2 separate regions of the Pan troglodytes genome follow, and region 2 is linked to region 1. Evidence: chromatin contacts called from public Hi-C data. All regions are on one chromosome and are shown on one strand. The core of a region is the stretch at or near the end of the contact, and the rest is flanking DNA. Distances in the headings are between cores, read along the strand shown. Region 1 overlaps LOC112209211. Region 2 overlaps TMEM161B (transmembrane protein 161B).

What was found. Hi-C and Micro-C count contacts between places; a contact is called where the count stands out from the background.
Region 2: a contact with region 1 is called in a Hi-C map of stem cell-derived neural progenitor cells, with 5 times the contacts expected there. The contact joins two enhancer-like sites. A contact is called at or near these places in 2 of 7 Hi-C or Micro-C datasets (induced pluripotent stem cells and stem cell-derived neural progenitor cells) and 1 of 1 datasets of contacts at active chromatin or transcription factors (stem cell-derived excitatory neurons).

The regions. Positions count from the first base shown.
Region 1 is chr4:27,474,309-27,479,916 of NHGRI_mPanTro3-v2.0_pri, forward strand. LOC112209211 reads left to right here. Exons shown (of 5, transcript XR_008547911.2): 3 at 2,112-2,175; 4 at 4,055-4,103. Among named protein-coding and RNA genes, the nearest start is that of MIR9-2, 5.4 kb to the right of the region's middle. Within about 2 kb of position 2,248, at least 15 of the 24 cell types and tissues checked have an H3K27ac peak or open chromatin away from gene starts, as enhancers often do. A contact at or near this core is called in induced pluripotent stem cells and stem cell-derived neural progenitor cells, where this site is marked.
Region 2 is chr4:27,943,869-27,949,476 of NHGRI_mPanTro3-v2.0_pri, forward strand. It overlaps TMEM161B (transmembrane protein 161B), which reads left to right. Exons shown (of 13, transcript XM_063810278.1): 7 at 317-377; 8 at 856-996; 9 at 3,690-3,803. Among named protein-coding and RNA genes, the nearest start is that of TMEM161B, 68 kb to the left of the region's middle. Within about 2 kb of position 2,278, at least 10 of the 24 cell types and tissues checked have an H3K27ac peak or open chromatin away from gene starts, as enhancers often do. A contact at or near this core is called in induced pluripotent stem cells and stem cell-derived neural progenitor cells, where this site is marked.

The DNA.
Region 1 (5,608 bases), core at 998-3,497:
GAACAGCCAGGTCCTTCCCATCGGATTGTTTAAGGAAGGAGGCTTGAAGTGTGAGCCATTCTGTAGCCGCCGCCTTGCCGGATTTGGCCTGGTGTTTTTCACTTGAAACTCAGCGGCCTCAGCGCGGAGGTAGTGCCTCTCCGAGACGCGGCCGAGGCCTTGTCATTCCCCTCCTTCCGCCCGCGGCAGTCCTGCGCGCCGGCGTGTGCGTGCCCGCGCACCGGACCGCTGGCACCTCCCTGTGCACATCCGCCCCCTCCTCTGCTCGCCACCTTCTCTGGGGCAGCTAAGAAATGGTCCTCGGCCTCTTCTGGGCCGGAGGGCAGAGCTACGAGCAGGCAAGAAAGGGGCGCCGGTGGCTGTGGTGGCGACTTCTCCGCTCTGCCCTCGGCCGCCAAGTGTGCCGTTTCATCGTTCCACCTCGCAGCCCCAGCTTTGTTTTCCTGACATGCTCGTGGCCACTGGGCCCCACGCCTGCGAGGGGTGTGTGCGTGTGCGCGGGGGTCGGGCGCGCGCGGCGGGTGGGGGCTCTCCCGCCAAGGACACGCATGGCTGTCTGTCCTCCGGCTGCACTTGGCGGGAAAGCTAGGGGCCGCCGGCGGGGCTGAGCGCCAGCGGCTCTCATTACCGCCTCCCTGCTCCCCGCGGGCTGCATTTACATACGGGCCACTCGTCTGAATTTTTACGGCACTCTTCCCCCTCCCGTACCCGGTCGCACGCGCGCAGGCTCGGAACTACCACCCTGGCACGCAGACACCCGCGCCCAGGATGCGGCCAGCCCCAGGCGCGCAAACAGGCCCACAGGGGCCGACGGCACTCGGCGGGACGGATTCCTGCACCGCCTCCCCGCACCCCCGCGCCCACACCCCTGACAGCCTCTCCGCTTGTGTTGCAGGAAGCCCACCTTCCCCTCGAAGCCCCCACCCTTCTCTGTCTGCATACTTCCACCCCCACCCTCCCACATCTCTCCGTCTCTCTTTCCGTGGAAGACAGACGCGCGCGCGCGCGCACACACACACACACACACCCGCTTTTTCTTCCTCCTCAAATAGATAACCCCTATGGCGCGTCCCTGGTACATTTAGAATACCTCTAGAGTTTAGAGAATAAAATTCTTTAGAATGCATTGCTTGTCTTTAGCCAAACACATTTAACAACCACGACACAAACGGGGAGGAGTGAAGAAGGGGGACTTGAACCAAAAGACCTTTAAAAAAAAAAAAGTCTGCGAGTCAAAAGGTCATTCTCCAAGTTTGTAAATAAAATTGCAAAGGGAGTCCTTAAGAAAGGAGAGGAAAGAAGGGGAAGAAGGTTAGGAAGACTCACAAGTTACATAAAACAGTGCATTGGAAAAACGACAGGGAGATTCTGTAATAAAAAAAAAAAAGAAGAAGAATCTTAAGAAACCAAGAGAGAAAAAAAAAACTGGAGGAAAAAAGAAAAAGAGAAGAAAAGGATTTAAAAAAAAGAAAAAAGCAAAAGAAGTTTCCAAAGAAATGTGTGCTTTGCATCCTACAATAGGAAAATGTAGCCATTGCCTTCCTTCAGACGAGACATTTCTAATTTGTTCCGTCTGTCAGGAGGGGACTATGAGAGGTTTGGGTGCAAATTCATTATCTCTGGCAACGCAGAACGTAGTGTGGGGACTGAAAAAGACCGTGGCAATGGATGAACAATAGGGCTTCAGTTCATCAGTAACAAAAGCAGTGGGGAAATTGGTTGAGTTTCAGAGCACGTCCTCCTCGGCAGAGGGGGCTGGACTAGACCTTGGACAGCCCCCCCAAAAACTTGCCAAGCCTCGCACACACCACTTCACTCTCCACTCCGAGGCTCAGGGAGCAAGTGCCTGGTATGGGGGGTAAAAGTTGGCTTTTTTTTTACTCCTTGGTCTTTTGCGCCCTTCTCCCTCTCCCCAGAAGGGAAGACCCATTTAAACTATTTTAGACGCAATCAACCAAGAATCACCATGTGGAATTGAGCGGCAGTATTAAATGTGTTGAGCAGAGGAGAGGAATGATGAGAAAAACATTTTTTTTTTTTTTTTTGGAGACGCCGAAAGAAGCCTGTTTGTGTGCTGCGGCCGTGCTGTGACTCTGGATCTTGTCTTTCAGCCGGCGCCTCGGTTCCTGCCCAGCTGGATTTGGGGGGCAGCATTGCCTGGCGCAGGGAGATCAAGTGAGTATCGTGGCGGCCCTCAGGCTGCAGCTCGCCCGCGGCGCGAGGCCAGCAGTGCCCGCCGCGGCCCCGCGCTCGCACTCCTCACCTCGCCCGCTAGCCGGTGCCCGCAGAGTCCCGCTGCGGGCCGCTCCGAGGGCCAGTCCGGGGCTTTGCTTCAGCTAATTGATTGTGTGCCTCGGATGTTAAACCTGTTGATCTCGTGAGTTTTCTTAGCCAGTACTGTTAATTATCCAGCGGCTTGACCCCCAATCGCAGAGAGATGCCAGGAAATCTTCGCGTTGGAAAAGGGAATTTTTGTATGTAATTTTGTGGTGGTGGTGGTGGTGGTGTGTTTGGGGGGGCTTTTCCCTTTTAAACCTAGAGCAAAATGCACTTGTATTTTGCACTTCTGTATTCGAATTCGCATTTTGAATAATTCGCCTCCCTTTAACCGCCCCAAAGTTGCAATTACCTGGCAAGGAAGCGAGGGTCTGATTAGATTTTGGTGGAAAACTTAGTACAGTAGCTAAGTAGATCTGGTGGCTTTCCACTTCCCTTTTCTCTTTGCCTTTTGAATTTTGGGAGGTGAGAGGCCGCTTTACAGGGTTATCCCAAGTTCAGATTCATCAAGATGCAACCATCATGGTTAGTTATTGGTACTTGGAGCGGTTCAGCTTAAGACGCTTCTGGTATCCAAACGGAGCTAGGTCTTTGCGGTTTGCTTAGAGTCTAGACCCGGCTGAGGAAGGCAAGAACTCCTTTCTGTGGCCTGGAATTATCTGCAGGAACCCAGGGTGATGGGAACTCGGGCAATGTATTTGCATTAGTGTCTGCGGCGTTTTATCTTGCAAATGTACCCGCGGTGCTTGAATGGGGGACTGTCTTGAGGGGTCAGGAGAGCAGTGGAATTGATCAGAAGTTAGACCGGAGGCTCTGTCAAGTCACGGCCACGGCCGGGGGCCCCTTTGGAGCTGTGGCTGCCTTGGGCCCAGCACCGCAGAGTCGGGTTCCGTTTCCTCCCTTTCTTGGTGTCCACCTCTGTCTACCACCCTCCTTTCTCCACCTTGGCACCGGTAATTAGGGCGCTGTCTCAGGAAGCGAGCTCCCACAGTCAGCATAATTAAACCAGGGCAATACTTTCATTTTGCAAAACCAATAGCCCCACCCCTCCAGTCCAAAATAACAATAAGCATAAAAAAATCATAAAAGAAAAACAACCTATTTTGGGGAGTATTGAATTCCTGAATGTTGGATCGAGAGGGAATGGGGGAAGGGAATTTTTCAAAAATCCACCACTTTACAGCAATCAGGTTTTACATTATTCATTGATTTACTGGAGGAAAGAGCCAATCAGGAGCCATAGATATGAATGCACATCTCACGGTGCTGTGGCCTTACAGTAAACTATTTGCATCTTTCTAATGGAGTAGATATTTATCCAGGGATTGCCATTGTTCGAAAGGCCTGGAAATTCAGTTCCTTAAACATTTAGAAAATAAGACTTTGTTCCAGACTTAAAATCCTTACATGGAAAGACTCTCCTCTTTTGTATGGCAGGTTACAAGGTTCAAGTCCCTAATGTTTTTTTAAGAGTCCCTCTTCCTTCCAAGCTAAAAATAAAAGAAAAGAAGAAAGAAAAATTAATTTCTCAAACCCCTCCAGATTCTGCATATTTTGCATTCACATTATCATGCATGTCTCCATTTGAATGCAAATTAGCATATTTAACCCTGTGGGTGCTGAGACCTAGGATACATTGTACTGGGGTTTTATGGAATCTCTGGCATTTTAAGGAATCATGGTAATAGCAATATTTTAAATGAAGCAATATCTATATGACTTTATATGTATACATATATATAAACTGTGATCATTTGTTTTCTTGACTATTTTTCAGATGAGACTGCAAAGAACATAAAATGAATAGACAATCCAACCAACCAAAGGTAATTTTAAAATTTACATTTGATAAAATCCAAGTGATGTACAAAATAGAGTATTATTTACTAGGCGGTAGGCATGCAGTGGGTTGCATATCTCCTAATTCATGCTCTAAGTTTCTATATGTGCAGCCTTCTCCTCTACAGGGAGCCTTTGTATATTATATATCAAGCATAATACAAATATAACCTGTAACTGCCTATAAAAAAGAAATTCAAGATACAGAGTAAATAATAGAATACTTTTGTTAGAAAGTAAGCCAGTCAGGTACCTTGCCTGAACTATACAAATCACTGTAAATTAAATGGCTTTTATGTAGAAAATGGTAGTCTTGACTGTACTAGTGCACTGTGGTTTACATGCATTTGAATCATACAAACCAAATATTAAAAGGGGATTTCAGTGATAGGCCAGTTCTTCATGTGCTTTGCAGTAATCTGAATAGGATTCAGAGGTGTTCTAAATATGGTGACAAACCTAATGTATTTGAATTTATGAAATAGCATAATTCTGATCCAAATGATGTGGAAAACGTAACTTTTCACTTTTAACTGAAATAGAGATTGTTTACTCCCAGGTAAACCAGAATGTTTCAATTCATGTTTCAGCCATCTGGAGATCTATAAAAAGATTAGAAAAGAAGCATGACAATCATGTCCTAATCTACTGGCCATTAATGGGAATTTATTAGTGAATGAGCAGGCAAACCATTTAAATTCAGTATATCCTTCAGTATGCAGATTTCAAAACTGGTATTCTGCTCAGCTTAATAGCTATTTGAAAGCGAAAATATCTGATATAACATGTAGGTGTTAATAGTTGCTCTTAATATGTGACAGACATTGCTAGGAATCTTTAGGGCTACACAATTGTTTCAACTTGTCTCACATCCTATATAATAATACAGTCTTTGAAATATGTATAAACCATCATATAAACCTTGGCAATATTCAAAATAATCAGATGCTCTGTGTTAAGCCTTACTGTATAGTTTTTATTTCTGCATATCCTGAGAGACGGTGGAGAGTAAAATATTTAGTTGGCTATCTGGCTAATGAACAGACTGCTCATAATCCTAATGTTGGTTCCTTTCACTTATTGGGACTCCCATGATGAGTCTATATTATATATGCCAGACATGGGGACCAGGCCCGGAGTCCAGTTGATATGACTATGTGGCATTGCCCTAGAAGATGCTGTTTTAAGACAGTATCTTGTATAGCTTTTAATTGTAAAAGCATCTCAAATGTTCAGTGTCTTGGCTTTCATGATGGATACTTTGGTTCTAAAAATGCATTTAGTTGCTAAGTGTGGAAATATAGCCATGTTACTTTGCAAATTCACACAGATATGGGGGTGATAAACATGCACAGACAAATGCATGACATCTCTTTGCTTCCACCAGCCCCCACCCAAGTATATATAAAGCAAAAAGATATTCTAAAAATACCTGTCATCTGACCACATGCTTGCTTTATGTAATACATGCCAAATCACTAATGATTCTGCA
Region 2 (5,608 bases), core at 1,028-3,527, 470 kb after region 1:
CTGTCTCATTTTTTTCCTTACAGTTAAATAAGTTTCTGTAATGCTAAAGTTTACTCTTATAGTTGAAGAATTAATGCAAATTTTATGCACACTCATGGAATGTACAAATATCAAAGGGACGTTTTCAAAGACTGTTCCTGCTAATAACCAAATTTTATTGCATTATGGCATACTAATTAACACATGAAAGAGCTAAGCTAGTCACTTCAAAATTTAAGATGCTCTGTTTTCTAACATTTTATTTCCATAGAAAGATTCTGTATTTCACATTTGTGATAAGAGTAATCTGTTGTTTTTTTTTTTTTTTCCCCCACAGGGTTTACAAATTTTTCAGACAGTGCGATGCAGTTTCTTGAAAAGCAAGGTTTAGAATCTCAGTAAGTTTTTGAAAAATTAAGCATTATTTAAATTTAACCTTTTCTATTTTTAATAAAGCAGTATTTACTATAAATAGCTGTTTTAAATTAGTAAAGAGTTTTAAGTTGGACTGTCACTTCTAGAAACATCCTTACTCATAATTTTTATGACTATATAGTGTCTTTTATAGAATTCTTATGTAAATTTGCATTTCTTAAATTCCTCTCCCTCAAGAGATTAAATTTATATCCAAGTTATATGTCAATTCCCTGTTGAATGTGTAGGTTAGGTTGCTGCGACTATGACTAAAGAGATGCCTCATTTAGTTTACAGTTCACCAGAATCCATTATAGGTACTTGAATAATAGCAATCTTTTTGTAGAAATTTGCTTTGTTTTACTGTTATTGTTATTTGTAAGATAATTGATTAGAAGAAAAGAAATTCTTCAAAAGCTAATTATAAAAATTTATCAGCTTTTTAAAAAATTTTATTTTTAGGAGTCCTGTTTCAAAACTTACTTTCAAATTTTTCCTGGCTATTTTCTGTTCATTCATTGGGGCTTTTTTGACATTTCCTGGATTACGACTGGCTCAAATGCATCTGGATGCCCTGAATTTGGCAACAGAAAAAATTACACAGTAAGCGGAAAATGTACATAAGCACATGCAGATAAATATATGTTTTCCATCTTAATGAAGGTATAATATTGTAATGTAATCATAAATTATTGTATTGAAAATAACCATTTGATGTCACACTACTTCCTCTTTCAACTATAAGCAAGTTTCTTTTATTTGCTTCTAAATTTTAAGTCTTGTATTTAAAAAGATACATCATCGATTACTAAATTTGTCTTACCTGTTAAAATGAAAATCTCAAAATTTATGTTCTTTCTAATTCAGGGGCTTATATTGCAATCTCTACAACTAAACTGAGGATCCATAGAAATTTCCCTTAAAAAATAAGATCATTTTACTTTAAAATATTGTTTTAAATTTTCATATATATCTATTTAAATTAACTTTTTAATGTAAAATTTTATTTAAAAACATTTTAAAACTTAAAGTTGTATGTAAGAGGTGTTTGTTTTCCTTAAGTTACTGACCTGCTTATTAGACTCTTATTAAAATAATACATTATTTTGGGATTGTTAGTACTCTACAATGTTATATGTTGTACATTACTTCTAACTACCAAATTCTATTTTAGTTCTGAAATTATATATTAGTTTGGACAAGTCACATTTCATCTTCATATGTAGTTCAAAGCCCATTTACTATATTCTTTGTGCTTGTCACAGATTTTTTTTGTTGATGTAGACATCTTGGCAGAAAGATAGGCTTATATCTACTTCAAATCATATGCAGATCAAAGTTCCTGTCTCATCGTTTTGTTTTGCAGTAGAAGCCCAACTTGAGAATATTTCATTTTGATATGTGTATTTATAACCATTAAGTTTATCTGGGTGATCTTATTTCCTAACATTTCTATTCTTTAAAACCTATTTTTAATGATGCTGATTCTTTAGTCTTTTCACATTCTTGTCTCTCTTACCTGTCATTTCCCTTTAATTTAATTTTGACTGTCTTTTTTTTTTAACCTCACTTCCATTTTTCTACATAAGCTTTGTACGTGTGTTTACTTACTATCGCCTCCCACTACACACTCCTTCATCCCTCTTTTTTTTTTTTTTTCTCCTTTTACTCAGTGTGCTTTTGGCTGCATCCCATCTTTCTCCCACCACCCGTCTCCCTAATGGCTTCTTTTAAGACAAAACCTGGTTCTCCCCCTTCTCTCTGCACACACACTTCAGTCCACTAACCCCAGTGTTATGATTTAAATAAGCTGAAAAGGGTGGGTGGAGGGGAGCCCTTCACAAGCTACTGAAACCGCTGTGGGCTGCTCCTTGATACTAGAGTGTTCCCTAGCAACACTGCATACCTAATACTGCTGCTTTCTTCCCCACATCCGATGGTTTACCCAGGCTGTGGGATGAAAGAATCACTTTATAAAAACATTTAAAGCATTTGGTGATGGTTGGAGGTGGAGTGTACATTTTAGTGTCCTTTTTAGTAAAATGTGCCTTCATTTTAAGATTTTTTCCCTTGGGGGATTTGGGGTTTTATTTTATTTTCAGTTTATTGCAGCCCCTCATTGTGTTGTAGCACTCTGCCTTGATACAAGGGTGTGGGCAAGCTAGTTCTGTTGTGAGAGTAACATGACTGGCACAAAGAGCAGCATTCTCTTCACCCCCATGGCTAGGCACTAGGATGTGTTTTTATATCAGAGGTTAGAGCGGGAGTTCTGTCTTTCCCTGTTAGGTGTTTGTGGCTTCCTGACCCAGCCCTGTTCACTCACACAGATCACTGTCTGCCTGTGTAGTGATACTTTAAAATGTGGTGTTTGTGTGTATTTTGAACCCTCCAGTTTAGCTCTTAAGTGTGGTTGATAATGAAAGCAGTTTATGGTAATAAAATGGGTGAAGAATTTGCGTTTTTTCTAAAATAAGAAAAATTTTTATCAGCCATCTGTCTCTGTAGGATACAAACTTGGACAATTAACAATGAAGTTATAGCGCAGACCTGAAACCTTTGCTGTATTAGGTATATTGCCTTGTCAGGAGTAATGCAAATTATATATATATATATATATGTAGGATAGGGAAATTATTTCAAGTGTGTTCATACTCATTCAAAAAGAAATTAAAATGTGGAATCACTTAACGATTGTTAACAATGGAAGTTAAAAATTATAAATGATCATTACACGTTAAAAGGTTCCTCAGTTGCGGGTTGTTGCAGTAGGTTCCGTCTGCCATATGCCTTCTAGTAATATGGACCTGGCTAATCACTATCATTTACTTGTAGATAATGAGGAGACACTTTGTTTCAGTTGCCCTAGAAAGTATCAGACGACTCTTCTGTACTGAAAATCCATTAGATTCATTGACTATATAAAGTTAGAATCATTAAATACCTGCTTATTAAATCAGGAATAAAGTATGGGATTATTAAAGAATACTAGAATAGAAGTGAACAAATCTGAATTTTAGTCCTATATTTACATTAACTTATTGCCAAGAGCAAGTCATTTAACTTTTCTATATCTAAATGTTCTCATTTGAAAAATTAAGATAATGATATAATTTCTCACAGGCTCAAATCAGTGTTAAATCATAATGATAAATATAAAATGATGGTGACAGTAGTATCGTAAGTAGTAGAATACCGCAAATAAACTCCTACCTCCATTTTAGTAAGACCCCAGCTTCTGTAGTTTATTAGCACGTGCTGTTTCTGAATTTTTATATTTATTTCTTACGTGCTTTCAGAACTTTACTTCATATCAACTTCTTGGCACCTTTATTTATGGTTCTGCTCTGGGTAAAACCAATCACCAAAGACTACATTATGAACCCACCACTGGGTAAAGAAAGTATCCCTTTGTAAGTATGGGCATTTGAGGGCTGATTTTTATCACCAAAACTGCTTTACTAAATGTTATTTACTGTATTTGGTTTTCAGTGATAAAATCAGGACACTGTATTTTTCAGACATTAATAGGAATGCTAAAAGATGTGTTAGAAAATTGAAACTACAGACCATCATGTAACATTTTTGTGATCTTTATTAATGTTAATGATTATTACCTTGCACTAATATTACCTTACACACTATTTTTTTCCTCCTCTTTACGTCCAGTCATCATCATTTTTCTGTTGTCATTGTGGCTGTTGTTCAGATACCTTCTGGAGTTCTTTTGTTTTAATTTTGAAAATTATGGAGGAAAAAAGTATAAATGGAAACTCATATACTCAACTCCTATGTTTGACAGTTGTTAACATTTTCCTTATTTGCTTCATCCATTCTTTGTTTTGTTTTTTGATGAAGGATTTTTGAAGTAAATTAGAGACATAACAGTTTTATCCCTTAGTACTTTCTTTAGTTTGCACCTCTAAAAAAAATAAGGATATTTTCCTATATAACAATAACATCATCGTACCTAACAGTTATCTAATACTAATACCTTAACATTATTATCTAATACTAGTTGATATTTCTACAGTTAGGCAACTGTATTTTAGCAGAAGAAGATGGTGAGGAAACAAACAGTTTATTAATAGGCATTAATAACTAGACTTGATCTGTTAGCCTTGTAGAACTGTTAGAGTAGTAGAAAGTTTCAGACAGAACTGGTTCAAACTCCAGTTCTCCTCCTCACTAAAATCTTCATTTGAGGCAGATTATTTAACTTCACTGAGCCTCTGTTTCCCCATCTGGAAGATGAAGATAATAGTATCTAACTCACAAGGTTATCATTGGAATAAATGAAAGAACACATGTAATGCAACCAGCTGGAATTAAGTGCTTAATAAATGTTCTTTTCACTGCTTTGCCTCATCAGAATTAAAATAGAAATACTTGACTAGTCATTGACTCCGCAGTGTACCTTTTATATTGTGTACTTCTTTTAGATCCTGGTACCAGTTTGTCTTGGAATATATATAAAATCAGTGATGACCATGATAATTTCTCTTTTTAGAGTTAATCCTATTGAACCCAGGAAATAGCCACTGAAAAAGTAATGCTTCCCCGCCGCCGACACACACTAATTACCTTAATGGTAATTTAACTTGACAGATTCCCTAAGTATTGAAAAGTAATTCTAAGGATCTAAGGTACTAGAAAAGTCTCAGAGAAACTACTAATTCATATCTTTGATACTGAAAGCATTCCCAATCCTTCCTTGAGATTTTGGTCATGGAAACTGGATTTCATACTCCTGTAACTATGTTCCCTGATTTTTATATTTGCCTTAGTTAAATTGAGAAAATAAGGAAACTAGCATTTATAAAACACTTATATACCAGTTATTATGTGAGATATTCATACTTTACATATTGTATCTTCTTATGGTAATTGTCCATTTGTTGCTGTTGTCATCCTATTTTATACATGAAATAACAAGCTCAGAGGTTAAATAATTTGACTAAGGTTATTCAGCCAGATCGCGTGTACATAAAACACTTGGTAGTTATACCAACATTCACTTCCCACTTCCAGTCTGATTAAACTTCATGTGGATTTATTAGTAATGAATACTTTATTTAATAGAAATGGGAATAAGGAACTTTTCCCTTGTGTGTATATTAAATTATAGGAAAAATATTGTTTGTATATAAAGACCTGAGGTTCTCTTTCTATAGCTTTTACCCCCCTTTGTCCCATCCCCATTTCTGACCTGTTTCAT